Linked DNA regions of Mus musculus: all the other regions are linked to region 1. Evidence: chromatin contacts called from public Hi-C and HiChIP or PLAC-seq data. All regions are on one chromosome and are shown on one strand. Each heading gives the region's core, a stretch centred on a gene start, on an enhancer-like site or on the middle of the called end of the contact. The rest is flanking DNA. Distances are from core to core; before and after follow the strand shown.

Region 1 (4,600 bases), core at 1,112-3,611:
TATATATATATATATATACATTTATATATGTATACATATGTGTGTATATGTGAATATATATGTGTGTACATATATATGTAAATACTATATAGTATACAACTTTATATAGATATATATAAAGTTAAATATATGTATTATTATACTGTCCAAACAAGCCTTACACCTAGCAACCATCAACACTAATGGAGGCCCACTCCCTGTTGGCTGCTACAGCAGGAACCTTGTGATGTCTTCCTTTCCCTTCCCTTCCCTGCCTGGGCAGGACTCAGCAAGTGTGTATACATACATCCAGGCAAAACACTGATACACAATAAAATAAAATATAAAAACTTGGTTTGAAATCATGTAGATTAGGATATAAGGCTAATTGTAATAATAAATTGAATCTTCTATGCATCCTGGATACAATAGTGTTTTTTTTGAAAACCAGACACATTCATGTTTTCTTAGCAAGAAAAAAATTGACTGATTACATAAGTCTAAATTAATAGAAACAGAATTTGTAATATGTCATACAATAAAAAGAAAACAAAGATTTTATTGTAATCACAATGCAAAGTTTTGCTAGAATTTCTGGGCTTCATAAAGAAATATCTATATTTTGGTTTTGTGACTATGTTTAAACATGCTTTATGTACTTTCTTACTTTTTAAAGTTTCCAGGCATGTAGGAAAGGCTGGAGGTACAGGGTATATGTTTAATGAGAGCACCAACAGCATTCCAGATGGTAACAGGAAATACATAGATGCCCAGATAGATGTGATGATAGATACATGGTAGAATTGTCTAATAATGAAGATGTTGCAAGATCAGCCTCCCCCCTTTTTTCAGTCGTTGAAAGCATTGGAAACAGTTAACCACAAATAAAGAAAGCTCTTTATCAGAAAGCTTAGAAACAAATGGAAGAAATACGAGTTATAGGCACACCAGTGTAATTGAAGTTTTAATGAGGTCCAAATGCAGGTCATTAAACTTAATCAGGCTTATTAATTGATCCTCGATATTATGAGCGAACAACCTCCTGTCCAAGTAGGGACTCGTTATTTGTCTTTATCTTTCTATCACTCATTCAGCCAATTCATTAACGACTGTTTCTCTCGCAGTACCTCAAGGAGTTTCATTGTTTGGTTTCTTGTGCATGTTGGCTCATAGTCTCTTTCACAATTTTCATTGGTTTCTAAATGTTCTTTAAGTACCAGTTATGATCAGCCCATAAGCAGCTAGCTAGTACTTTCATAAGGATGCCTTTGAATAAGTGAAAGGGGGTATAAGATGGGACAGGGTAATAGGGGCGAAGGGGTGTGCAGATTTCACAGGATACCTGTTCTCCCTCAAAGAACCAGCAGGTGGTAGCAACACTTCGTGCGAAGGCTGCAGCCCTGCTCCGCGGGACCTAAACAATAGACCCCCACAAACCAGTACTCTAGTTTAGAAATGGTTAGGGCTGGGTAGAAACTCTTCTCCCTAGTAGCAAGCTCGCTCTGTTCCGCCCCTGCATCCAGGTACCGACTGAGTGGACCTTCTACGGCCTCTCATCACTGTGGGATGGTACTCTGCGGAGCGCGCGCCAGGGAGGTGGCACCTAGACTGGGTGCAGCGACTTGTCCAAGCCAGGTCTGCGCCAGGCACAGACATCGGACTTCCCGGACTCCGCCCCAGGCTTCCCTGCCTTTGAGGCGGTTGAAGGTTCAATTCAGAGGCCCCATCGCTGACCCAGATTCAAGGCACAGAAACAGATACAAGTCTGAAGCTAGCACAGGGACCTTTTCCTTCCCAGACGCTTGCACTGTCTCTGGTTGTTCTGCCCTCCCGTGCTCCCAAGACTTGTTTCTCCTTCCACCTCCTCCTTTTTTTTTTTTTTTTTTTCTTTTTTCTTTTTTCTGCTCACGCCCACCTCAGTTCAATCCAGAGTAGAAGCCCCACTGGTTTAGTTCCTAGAGTTAAAGAAGAGAAAGGGAGGAGCCATAGGCGCAGCGCCTGGGCTTCAGCCTGGCCATCAGCTGCCAGCCAGTAGCGCTTTGCTCCGCTGATGCTCGGGCGCGAGCTACAGGGTTTTAAACACGCCTCGCAGCGGCGCCCACTGGCCGCCTCCTCCCGGACCCTAACTCGTGCGGTCCTCCTGCCCACGTCCCCTCCGCCCGCCAGGACCTGCGGGAGGAGGCCGACCCTCCTCGGCACACGGGCGGGCCCAAGGCGCGCCCAGCGTCTCCACTGCACGCCCCGCTGGGGATCCGGCGCCGCGCACTTGGGTCCTAGGCCCAGAGGGCGGGCTCGGCTCCCGGAAGAGGAGAGCGAGAGCGGCTGAAGGGGCTGGAGAGGGGCGGGCCAGGCTGGGAGAGACGAGAGGGGGCGGGCCCGGCTGCGTTCGCCCAGCTAGCGCTGGGGAGCAGCGGGCGTCCGAACCCGAGACCACAGCTCAGCGACTCCGATCGTGACACCGGCCCCCGCACGATTCCCCAGGGCCCCGCCTAGGGAGCAGTCCCTGCTTGCAGCCTTGGGTCCTCTCCCAGAATCCCAGAGACTCTAAGCTGCGAGCAGACGCGGGCCCCTGGGAAGCGAGGTCCCCAGACCAGAGAGGACACGCGCGACGCTAGGAAAGATCTGCGAGGTGCAGATCCACCGCGGGGGCCTCGGGGGGCGCAGACCTGCAGAGCTGGAGGCCGGCGGGAAGGTGAGCCCGGGATTTGGGAGGTCGGAGGGTACTGTGTCTGGAGAGTAAGGGATTAAGGTTTGCAAAGTAGAGGATCTCTCTAGCCTGGGCCTATGCACACCCTGGATGGGGGTCTTTTATGGGGGAGTACTGGGTATAGCTCTCCAAGGCGAGAGTAGGTTTCTGAGAGACTGCCCCTTCATCCATGCTCTTTATTCTGTGTGTCCTGGGTATTAAAATTCTTCCATCACGTTTCCATCGACCCTCCTGTGCCTGTGACTTGGTGTGTGTGTGTGGGGAGGGGGGTAACCTCACAAAGGTCAGGCTCCCAGCATTCAGAAAAGGTTTGTCCATGCCTCTGACTCCTGTGGCATCTCTCCAATCCCCTCGCTGCAGGGTGGAGCTGGCAGGGGCAAGGGGCAATCGACATCTACAGCCCCCTTAAGCCTGGAAATAGAGGCTTGGAATTTGAGCCCCAACCGTAAGCACGCCCCCTCCAGTGGCAAACAAAGTATCCTGCTTGCTCCTGCCCCAGCTCCACCCCCTCTATGCATCTGGGTGCTTGGCCCAGCCTGCCTCTGCCCCTGCCCACTGATCTTGGCCGTCTGGCACCCTCTCTCCTCCCATCCCTGGGGGAACTGGCAGGGGACCAGCATAGCTGATGTTGTAATATCCCTGGCAGTGCCCATGTAGAAGTGCTGCCCAGCCTGTTCCCAATCAGTTAACTCAGGCCCTCCACCCATCAGGGGAACTTGACTCAGGTGGCTCTGGAAGGGAAGATGATGCTTCTCAAAGGAGAGACCAGTGGGAGTGACTGGTAGGGCTGTTGAGAGTCCTTGGAGGCTGAGCCAGTAATAGGACATTTAGGGACTGAATCTTGCTCATAGCAACTATGGACCCTTGAAAGCTGTGAGCCTTTTGTCTTGAAGGAAGATTGCCATGAGTGCCCCAGTGTACCTACCTAATGACGTATGGATGAGTCTTCTCCAGTCTATTGGCCCATTCATCGTACAAGAAGATGAATGATAAAGACCAGGGAGTTACCAGTGTGCTGGGAATAACAGGCCATGATGGCTGAGCATGAGAAAGGCAGGGCCATTCTCTGGGATAGCCTTTCCCCAGCTCTTCACCGACTCATGAACCTGTCCATATGGTTTCCTATCATTCTTCCATGCCTCACTGCAGGTAGGAGGACTATGGGAACATCTGAAGATGCAGGAAGCCTTGGTTCCCCTTCCTCTACCCAATGCCCACCCAGTGCTTCAGCAGAAGCATCTTGCTAGAGAGCAGCTCACAGCCAGTGAAGATGGAGCAGGGTCCATAGCAAGGACAGCATTTCATTAGACCCCTGAAACTCAGTGCTCTGTGTTTTGCTGCTGTCTACTGACTCTCATGTGCATTTCCTTATACTCCACCAGTCATTTGCAGATTCAGGAACTACTCCAGGCCCCCAGGGCTTTCTCCCATCACCTTTCAGGACTCATTGCTCCCATATATTTGCCCCTAACCTCCCCCCCCCCATACTCTTTCCCAGCACTGTTATGACCCCAGTCAGTGAACAGCCAACGTGATTCATTTTCCATGGCTGTCTGGCTAGACCTAGACATTGCTTGCATCTTAAATGCCTCTCTTGTCTGCAAAGACTGGGAGTAGGAGGTACAAGTGCTTGAGCCAGCATGCTTCTAGGGTACATTCTTGGAGGCCAGAGATCTCCAGGGACATAGAACTGTCCTCGGGTAGGTAATCCACAAATTGGCTCCTCCAATTTGGTCAGCAGAAGGTCAAGAGTCAGATGATAGCTACCTCCTCCCTGTCTGTCCTGAAGGCTGCCTTGAAGCCTCATGGGATCCTTTTCAAGGCACAAGGCCAGAGCACGGAGAGAGCTCACCCGAGAATCTCCAGGGTGCAGATTAAAGGGTAGAGACTGCAGCAGTCAGCTGAACAAGGATT
Region 2 (4,600 bases), core at 800-3,299, 57 kb after region 1:
CTAGGTGAATTGCTTTATCCTGAGACCCCCATGCTCCTCACCTCTAGGAGTAGAATAATTACAGCCCCAATGACTGTCACCAACTCCCCGACCAGCCGGATCTTATCCTGGTAAGTCACATATGCTTCCTATGAAAGGAAATCAAGACAAGAAATATTTCCTGATATGAAGAGTTGTATGTAATGAGATTAGAACAGTTGAATTCTTTCCATGGCAGGAACTATCATCACCATCTCCTAAACTCTCTTATTCACTTGGCACACTTTGTTGTTTTGTTTTATTTTGCCACTTCATTAGACAGGATTTCACAGTGTAGCCCAAGCTAGCCTTGCCATTTGTTCCTACTGTGTAAAGCTGTAAAGATGTATGCAAGACAAAGAGAGCTCTTTTTTTCCCCCCATGAGCACTTTCCCCCCATTATAACTTTTATTCTGACTAACTCTGTAACCAGGACATGAGGTAGGTGTTCAAGGTTTTCATGTGCTGCCTCCTTCATATATGCTGTGAGTAAAATTTCTCTATATACTGAGCAACAGAGAGCACATTTCATAGCACCAAAACGGCCAAATGAACGACTGAGTATGGTGGTACTTGCCTGCAACTCCAGCCTTCAAGAGAATGAGATAGAACAATAGAGCACAAGGGCAAAGTCGGTTTTGGGTACACTGTGAAGTCTTGTGTGATGAGGTAGCAAAATAAAATAAGCAAGACAACAAAGCATGCCATGTGAATAAGAGAGTTTAGTAGATGCTGATGATGGTTTCTGTCCTGGAAAGAATCCAACTGTTCCAATCTCACTGTGGCTCCCACACCCTTTTAAGACATCATAAGCATATCTCAGAATTCAGGGGCCACTATAGGCTCCAAACTCAATACCTCTGATGAGACCTTGAAACATTTAAAACGTCTGAACTTAAGGGTTCTCATTTGTAAGATGGAAACTCTAATCCTCACCTCCCGGAGATGGTGGCGTTGGAGTGTACCTTAACCAAAAAAAGGCCACAGAAGTATTTATTGTAGTTTTACTATGATTTGGCAATACAGAATAAGGTAGAAATGAGCCTAGACATGCGTTTTAGTTTTCTAAAGGGACTCAGATTATTCTGAGAAGACAAGACAGTTCTGGGGTCAAGGTCAGATGAAGGCTATCCTACGACTACATCATGCAGATGTGATGATGGAATTCTTCATTAGTGATTCTTACCTAGTTAGAAGTCATGATCTCACTTGACAATATGAGAAAGTTTTGTGGAAAAAATATGTACAATTTTAACATGGAATTGTACGTCTAAGCCTTGGAAATGCTTTGGGGCTGCTTCAAGGTTTCTTGTTTGCTTGTTGTGTGTTTTCTTTGCTTATTTTGTCCTCAGCCCTGGCAACTCTATGAGCTCACTTTATCTCTACTGAAATTCAGTACGCAGAATATGTCCTTTTATTTATTTACTGCCCTTGTAGAATCTATCTCTTACTGCAAACCATGTCAATTCATTCTAAGACCTTCGGTAAGTAGGGAATAAATAATAAACACATTAACTGAGAAATAATTTTAAATACAGAAAGTAGACCAGTCGATCTGTTTTTGCACAAAAATTTTAAATTATTTTAAAAACTTTGTATCTTGGTGAGTGGGTCTAGACCAGTGGTTCTTAACCTTCCTAATGTTGCAACCCTTTAACACAGTTCCTTGTGTTATGGTGACTCCCCAACCATAAAATTATTTCTCTAGCTGTTTCAAAAACTGTAATTTTGCTACTGTTATGAATTGTAATGTAAATAGCTGTTATGCAGGATATTTGATATGAGACCCCAAGGGGTCATGACTGATAGGTTGAGAACCTCTGATCTAGATTATGTCAACTTTTTCTCCCTTCAATCTCTCCAGAGACAGAGACAGGAATGATAGTAAACATTTGTAATCCCAGAAATCTTGAGGTAGAGGCAGAAGGACTGTAAATTCAAAGTCAAGTTCTAGCAACCAAGAGGTGGAGTTGGGAGGGTTCGGAGTCTACACCCCATTGTTTTACTACATAACAAATCTGAGTCCTTCCTGGTCAATCTGAGACTTTGTTTCGAAAGAAAGAATGTGGGAGGCTGTAAGCACTGCTGACAAAAGAAGTCACAGAGCTCTGAAGACAAGAGTGCCCCTAGAGGTCAGTGCAGCAATAATACCATTTGTAGAAAAACAGGGATCCAATCTCTCTAGGTTTCCCCACCCCACCCCAGCAACACCTCTTCTCTCCAGCAGATTGTTTTGCCTTGTTTTGTTTTGTTTTGTTTTGTTTTAAATATGAAGACATTCCCTTCCACAAATCCAGCAGTCAGATAGGCATCCAGGGATTGCAAGTTTTTGCTTGAGCACCAGGCTGCCCTTTCTCCTAGAGTCTGATCTCTTAAACCTGGCTGCAGAATGTGGGGTCTTCTGTGAGCCCACTAAACAAAATAAAGGGCTTTCCTTGTTGTTGTTATATATACATATATATATATATTCTGTGTGTGTGTGAAATATGTCATAACAATTGTATTAGGCACTTAATGTATTGGCCTTCTTATTGTTTTATTACTGACATAAAACATTTTTTCATCTAGAATGAGTATTTTTACAGTGTAAAGAAATGGCAGTGCTTTAAAAATGAGAAGAGACCTTGAATTTTAATGATACCTCTCTGATGATCCAGGAAGTGATAGAGATTCCTCTTAACTAATTACCGTAAGCTTCCCCCAGAATTAAGCCCAGACAAATAATAAAATTGCCTTTTGAAGATTTAAAATTTTATTCTTTAGGGGTTGTAATCAAGATGTTCTGTCTAAATTAAACATCTCATTCATGCTTCTTTAGATCTGCAGTTCTTAAAACAAGGTTTGGGGATCAAGGTTGTGTTTGGCAAACTATGCTTAAGGTACCACAGCCGCACAGCCTCAGCTCCTGTTTGCTCCGCAGAGGTCTTACAGTGCTTCAGGTCCTTTCATTTAGCAGGACCCAGTGCCTTTAGGCAAATACAAGGCTGTCTGCCACCTTGTTTACCCTCCATCCCTGGATTCTTTTTCCCTCCAAGTTCCCAGACTAATCTTTTGGAAATATGAACATTATCACATGACGTCTATTTATGTCTTCCCTAGCTGTTCAATACCTTCAGGATAAAAATCAGATGGTATTAGACAGTGTTCCATAAATATTTTTCAGAGGAGAAAGTCACTAGGTACAGTCTGAACACCTTAACAAATAGAGATAGAAGGAGGGACTCCTCTGAAAAAAAGGTAAAACCTGTCTGAGCTCCCTGGAATGAGAAACGCCTGGAGAAGAGTGCTGGCCCAGGTTGTAACTATGTAATTGCTAATTTGTTTTATTTGGTTCTAGTTCTGTTTTTCTATCTATCTATCTATCTATCTATCTATCTATCTATCTATCTATCTGTCTGTCTGTCTGTCTGTCTGTCTGTCTGTCTGTCTGTCTGCCTGCCTGCCTGTCTGTCTGTCTGTCTACCGACCTACCTACCTATTGTTGATGGGTTTTTTTTTGTTTGTTTGTTGGTTTGTCTGTTTGTTTGTTCTTTGAGACCAGGTCTTACAATTTGGCCCATGGGTGACCTGGAACACATTGTATAGAGCAGGTTGGCCTCAAACTGATGGGTGATCCTCTGTCTCAACTTCCTGAATGCTAGAATCCTAGGTTTATGCCATCACACCCAGCAATGGTCGCTCCTGCTCAGCACTTTTGTTTGATTTTTAAAATCTATGTATGTATATGTGTTCTTTTAATTAGGAGTGTTCATTGTAAGATAAAGATCAAATGTAAAGCCTAAATTAATTATCACTACAAACTCATTACTCTGACCTCTCTCTGCCTTGAGTTTTTATGCTCTATGTAGGCTGCAGACACGTTAAGCAATGGAGTTGTGTTAACCAGCCCTTAAAGTAGAATATACAAATCTTTCCTTAAAAAACCTGTGTGACCACATATGTCTAGTTCACTCCTTCTTATGCTTCAGGATACAGGCCAGGCCAGCATTTTCCTGAGTTCTCCTTCCATGCCCTTCTGCAACTAGCTCAGATGTGCCCCTGTAGGCACCTAGTGTACTCTGATTATAGACCTTGCCTGGAGCACTGATATGTCGGAGTACTATGTATCTCTTAGAGCATCCTGGGGACATTAGCATCTGACACTTCCCTTTTATACACAGTTTACAACATTTTGAGAAAGAAAAGCAAAGAAAGAAGGGGGCTGTGGAAGCTGTAGAGAAGCAGCTTTCCCTGGAAGATGCGGACGAAAGAGGGAAATAAACAAGTGAGTAGAAATGGAGAAGGCTATTTGGAAGGAAACCAGTACAAAATATGGCACTTGCCTACGTTGTTTTAAGACTACCAACATCCTTGCTCAAGGTCACTTGGAATGTAAAAAAACATCTCATACTCTACTCCTCTAAAAATAAGTATTTCCCGAAAGTAACCAGAATTCTCTACATTGCCACATGGCTAAGAATTCTAGGAATTATTAACAACCTGAAATTTTAGGAGTAGTGATAACCTGGAATTTAATTGTTGCCAGTAATCAGATTGCTTGCAGGGACTCACACTTCACTGAACTATTCTTTATGAGCTGACT
Region 3 (4,600 bases), core at 886-3,385, 51 kb before region 1:
TGATTTCAGCTCTCATCTATGAATGTAAGAGTGCCTTGATAGGGAAACCATGCCAAAAGCGGAGCCACCCATCTTGTTATAACCATCGCTGATATAAGTGAAGACTTTGGAAACAGTAACATTGAGTCCAAGTTTTAGGACTTCTTAACAACTACAGCCCTACACATTCACTATACAATGAATTGATCTTCATGAGACCTGGTATCACAAACCATGTACGTGTTAAAGAACAACAACAACATAGCATTGAATCCTCCTTTTCTTCGCAAGTAGTTTTAACTGTCCCCAAAGAGTTCTTAGTTGTCTGAATAAGCCCTTTATCCATTGGGCCGCTCTATGAACATTTGCTGACTATTTGAGTATCTATAATTTTTTACCATGCATATCTTTCTCAGCTTATAATTCTGTTCCCCTAAGAGAGCCTCAGAAGCAGTTGGAGCTTGTAAAGACCATTACTTAAACCTACAAGGAAGAATAATCTTCACTTTAAGAACCACGCCTGCAATAAACATAGACTTGAAAGCCAAAAAGTCTGGATTTGGGCTTCATTTCTATGTTTCCCCAGCTATATGATTTAAGCAAGTGGCCACCAAAGACTTGGCCTCCCCTTGTGTTAAATGGACTCAATCACATGGCTTAATCAATCCACACAATATCTACAGTTCTTAGCACAGGGTAATAACTATCAAGCACTGTAATTTATGTTCACTTAAATATATTTTCCTGGCTCAACACTTCACTTCCAGTTCTCTCTCTCTCTCTCTCTCTCTCTCTCTCTCTCTCTCTCTCTCTCTCTCTCTCTCTCCCTCCCTCTCTCTCTCTCTCTCTCTCTCTCTCTCTCTCTCTCTCTCTCTCTCTCTCATTCCCTCAAATGTACAGTTCTGAGCATTTCTTTCTCCTAGTGGATCAGTTACTTTCTTATAAAAACATTTCAGCTCACTTTTATCCTTCTATCATTCTGAAAGCACTGTATTCAGAAAAAAAAAAAACTCAGCACCAGGTGGGTTCTGACCTACATAGAGTAAAGAGGGAGTTAGTTATACCCCTTGTTTTTGATGTGTTAGGTATCATTTGGGTGGGGCGACTTTTTACCTTTGTATGTCTACATCCTGCCGTTGACTCAGAGATCACTTGGGACTCAAAACTCTAGTTCTTTCACACATGTGCTGCATCTGAGCCATGTACCCCCTCTGTGTGTGCAAATTGTTGCTTTTCTATCTGTGAGGATGTGCAGGAGACCAAAATGTACTTCGGTTCTCTTGCATTTATTTCTTTAGTGCTTCTTCCAAACTTACCAAGTCTCAACAAGATTCTAATTCTGTAGTCCATTATATTTATCCCTCTATCCTCACACTCTCTCAGATGGGATCATGTCGCCTTATTTAATCTTATACAAGTGATTCACAAAATCACAGCAAGATCTCAGCTCGATATGGAGCACATGTTCTCCAAACTCTGCCTGGAGTCCAGGATCTGCTAAAACTCAGAGAATCAGTTCTTCCCCCTCCTCTCTCCCCAGCTGCAGAATGCATTTACCATCTCCAGCTTTCCAGATCCCTTCAATTCCTGTGAACCAAGGTGCTCCATAAGGAGCCTCAGACCCTACTTAGTGGTTTGTTGATGAAAATTCTGCAGGCCTTGTAGCACTGACAGAATGGTAAGTGGGGAAATCTAAGTCCTTCCCAGCTCCAGACACACACATTGTGATATATCTTACAAGGCATCTGACCTGCAAAGGGACAGTGCTGATCTTGAGTCCCATAGTTAACCAGGCACAGTAGGACCCTTAATACTTGTTTCCCTGACCGATTCCAGCAAAGAGATATAGGAACATGATAAAAAAAATAATCTTAAGAAGAACTGTTTTTCATCAAACATCAGCAAGTGAAGAGATGCATTCCTGGGACTTTTCGGTTCCTGAAGACAATGGGGGAAGGGGTGGAAGCATCTCACCCCAGGTCTGGCTGTTTATCTGTAAGTAACATCAGCACCAAGTAAGAATGGCCACCTGCCATAGCTCCATCTCCAGGAGTCACAACAGGATGTGGTTTGACATTTACCAGGTCCTACATCTGGGGTGCCTGTGAATGCTCCCCCACTCACTCACATTCTGAGCATTTTGGGAACCACACTTGCCACATCCTGTCTTCAAACCCTTCTCATGCAGCCCTTTCTACCTCAGCCTCTAGCTATCACCGTGACAGTGAGAACAACCAAGAGGAGGGTCTCTAAAGGGGAACCCATATATCTCATCTCAAGCCCCCCATCTAAACTATCTTACATCTGTTAGAAGTCACACAGGAAACAGAAGCCTTCAGTATGCACCATGGAGACAGGTGCAATAACAGCTCTGACCTCATTAGGGTTCCCATGGCTCCCACATCACCGCTCTTCCCACTTCTCTTTCCACTTAACCCCAACTCCAGTCACCCTCTCTTCACAAGTATCCTCCATTTCCTTCAACTAATGTAATGAGAGCCCATTCATGTAATGAGTCACAGGAACAGAGTCTAAATAATAAACCGAATGAAAAATAGATGGTCTGTCTGTCCTGCATTCATTGGCTGGCTTTCGCTGGGGTGTATCCTCTGTGAGTAAGGGCTGTAAAGTGAATGTGCTTTGTATTTCCTGCCTCATGTGGGTAAGATGAGGGAAACGTCTACACACAACACAGGAAAGAATGGAAAACCAGACCTCCAGAAACTCTCAAATGAGGAAGTGGGAACTCGCAAAATATACAAGCCAATCCTGCTCTATCCATCACACACTCAACTAAATCATATAATCTTTAAAAAATCATATGAAGTAGCCCAGCCTTCCTAAGGCTGGGCCTTTTTCTACCTTCTAGAAGCAGTCAAGGGGCCCCAGTCAATCCCATTATGGCTTAGATCCTTGAGGGGAGTTTCTCTAACTTCTGTGGTCCTCAGCAGCCTGTGTGTGAAAATCAGGCAATGATATCCTTAGGGATAGTTATTGTGACACATTTATAAAGTCAAAGTCAAAATCAGCATCCTTACAGATCTCCTAGAAAAGAAGCCACATTTAACCAGGAACCATGACATTGATGTTGGCAGCAGGTAGCACCTACTATTAGGATATGCCATCCTGAAGTGTTTTCCTGTTTTCCCTAGTTATAATGACTGAGGTTTTGACCTTTGGGTACAATTGAAACAGTTATGGCAGCAGAATCTTTATGCATAAATAGAGGCAGATAACTAAATGCAGGATAATGACTTGCTCTAGTGTGTATACATGGTTTTCAGGACTCTCCTTAAACAGCCTCTTCTTGTGTGCTACATTATCCTTAGCCATCACTAGGATTTTCTTTTTCTCATTTGCTGTTTCCAAGACTTTAAAGACGCTGAGATTTCTGTGTTTCTATTCAAACAATCCTCTCATTTGGAACTTAATTGTATTAAATCTAGCTAAAAATCGTTTCTCCTTTTAATGTACACACACACACACACACACACACACACACACACACACACAGTGTTTCTCCTTGAAGACAGACCCTGAGATTGCACAGAGTTCCAACAGGAATGTTCTAGGATGAATTCAGAGCAGACAGCACATGAGAAAATTGGCATCGGTTTGCCACATAAGCATTGTCATGTTTGTGACATATTTTCTGTTTAAATATTTTTAAATGAGACAATTTGGAGGAGCTACAGTCAAAGTACTTTGTAAGCTTCCAGGGAGGAAAAGGACACCTGCCAAAAGTTAGACTTTGTAATAGTACTTGCAAAATATGATCTCCTTCAATATCTAACAATGCATACAGATAACATTTGCTGGTGAAAAAAAAATGAAATCTAGAAAAACTACATAACTGCCCTCAGGTCTTAGAAACTAGGAAATCTAGACTTGAAGTCAAATGTTTTACTTGTAGCTTTGCCTGGTACCATCTTTAATATACTTCATTGTTTTGATCTTTATGATGGCTCTCTGTATCCTGGCTACTTTACACCTATTCATCAAGTGTGATAGAGACATTTGGACATTGTCAAGTATGTTGTTGATCACTCAGTGTCTCTGTTTTGATTTTTCCTTTGTATATTAATTAAATGAGATTGAAAATACATCAGTGATACATCAGAATCACTCTAGATAGTGTTTGGTGCCAGGAACAGAGGATTTTAAGACTTCTTGTGCCCTCTTGTGGAAGAAAAGAGACATTGGGGGAAATTCCCTTTTGGGAATATGATCTAGAGAGGAGTGAGGGCTAAAGAAATCTCAGTTGCCAAGGTAACCAGTACATCCCTTTCCAACCATTCACATCAGTCTCTTCCTCTTCTTCATTTCCATCCTAGTCACTATTCCATTTTAACCTTTCTGTCACACACACACTCCTCCTCTTTACCCTCAGTCTCCTGTGTTTCTTATGCTACCATCTGTTTGTCTGTTTTGCTACAGAAGAGTAGAGGAGAGACAGAAGTTTAAACTGGGAAGTATAAATGACAATACAACCACTATCAGACCTGGTAACACATGCTTGTTTGGATGAGGCAGGGGGATTGCTTCAAAATTGAGGCAAGTGCAGACTACATAGTAGAAATTTGTGTCAAACAAAACAAACAAACAAACAAACAAGCAACAG

The links. A called contact is a pair of places that touch in the nucleus more often than the background predicts. HiChIP or PLAC-seq counts read pairs in DNA pulled down with a chosen protein or histone mark.
Region 2: a contact with region 1 is called in a Hi-C map of Sertoli cells, with 5 times the contacts expected there. The contact joins the enhancer-like site here to the promoter of Ephb6 in region 1. A contact is called at or near these places in 2 of 39 promoter capture datasets (HPC-7-derived erythroid cells and liver), 1 of 15 datasets of contacts at CTCF or cohesin (CD8 T cells), 5 of 484 Hi-C or Micro-C datasets (DN2 thymocytes, Sertoli cells, forebrain and 1 more), 3 of 115 datasets of contacts at active chromatin or transcription factors (the SCID.adh cell line and embryonic stem cells) and 3 of 9 other capture datasets (adipose tissue, liver and pancreatic islet).
Region 3: an HNF4G HiChIP or PLAC-seq map of pancreatic cancer cells shows a contact between it and region 1. The contact joins the enhancer-like site here to the promoter of Ephb6 in region 1. A contact is called at or near these places in 1 of 15 datasets of contacts at CTCF or cohesin (CD8 T cells), 32 of 484 Hi-C or Micro-C datasets (the C2C12 cell line, CD4 T cells, CD4 single positive thymocytes and 17 more), 15 of 115 datasets of contacts at active chromatin or transcription factors (CD4 single positive thymocytes, CD8 T cells, the SCID.adh cell line and 8 more) and 1 of 9 other capture datasets (adipose tissue).

Annotation. Positions count from the first base shown.
Region 1 is chr6:41,603,150-41,607,749 of GRCm38.p6, forward strand. Ephb6 (Eph receptor B6) reads left to right here and starts at 2,362. Exons shown (of 18, transcript NM_001146351.2): 1 at 2,362-2,671.
Region 2 is chr6:41,660,417-41,665,016 of GRCm38.p6, forward strand. Trpv5 (transient receptor potential cation channel, subfamily V, member 5) reads right to left here. Exons shown (of 15, transcript NM_001007572.2): 9 at 42-128. Among named protein-coding and RNA genes, the nearest start is that of Trpv5, 18 kb to the right of the region's middle. Within about 2 kb of position 2,050, at least 2 of the 459 cell types and tissues checked have an H3K27ac peak or open chromatin away from gene starts, as enhancers often do. A contact at or near this core is called in Sertoli cells, where this site is marked.
Region 3 is chr6:41,552,421-41,557,020 of GRCm38.p6, forward strand. It overlaps Tcrb. Among named protein-coding and RNA genes, the nearest start is that of Prss2, 33 kb to the left of the region's middle. Within about 2 kb of position 2,136, at least 89 of the 459 cell types and tissues checked have an H3K27ac peak or open chromatin away from gene starts, as enhancers often do. A contact at or near this core is called in the C2C12 cell line, CD4 single positive thymocytes, CD8 T cells and 15 more, where this site is marked.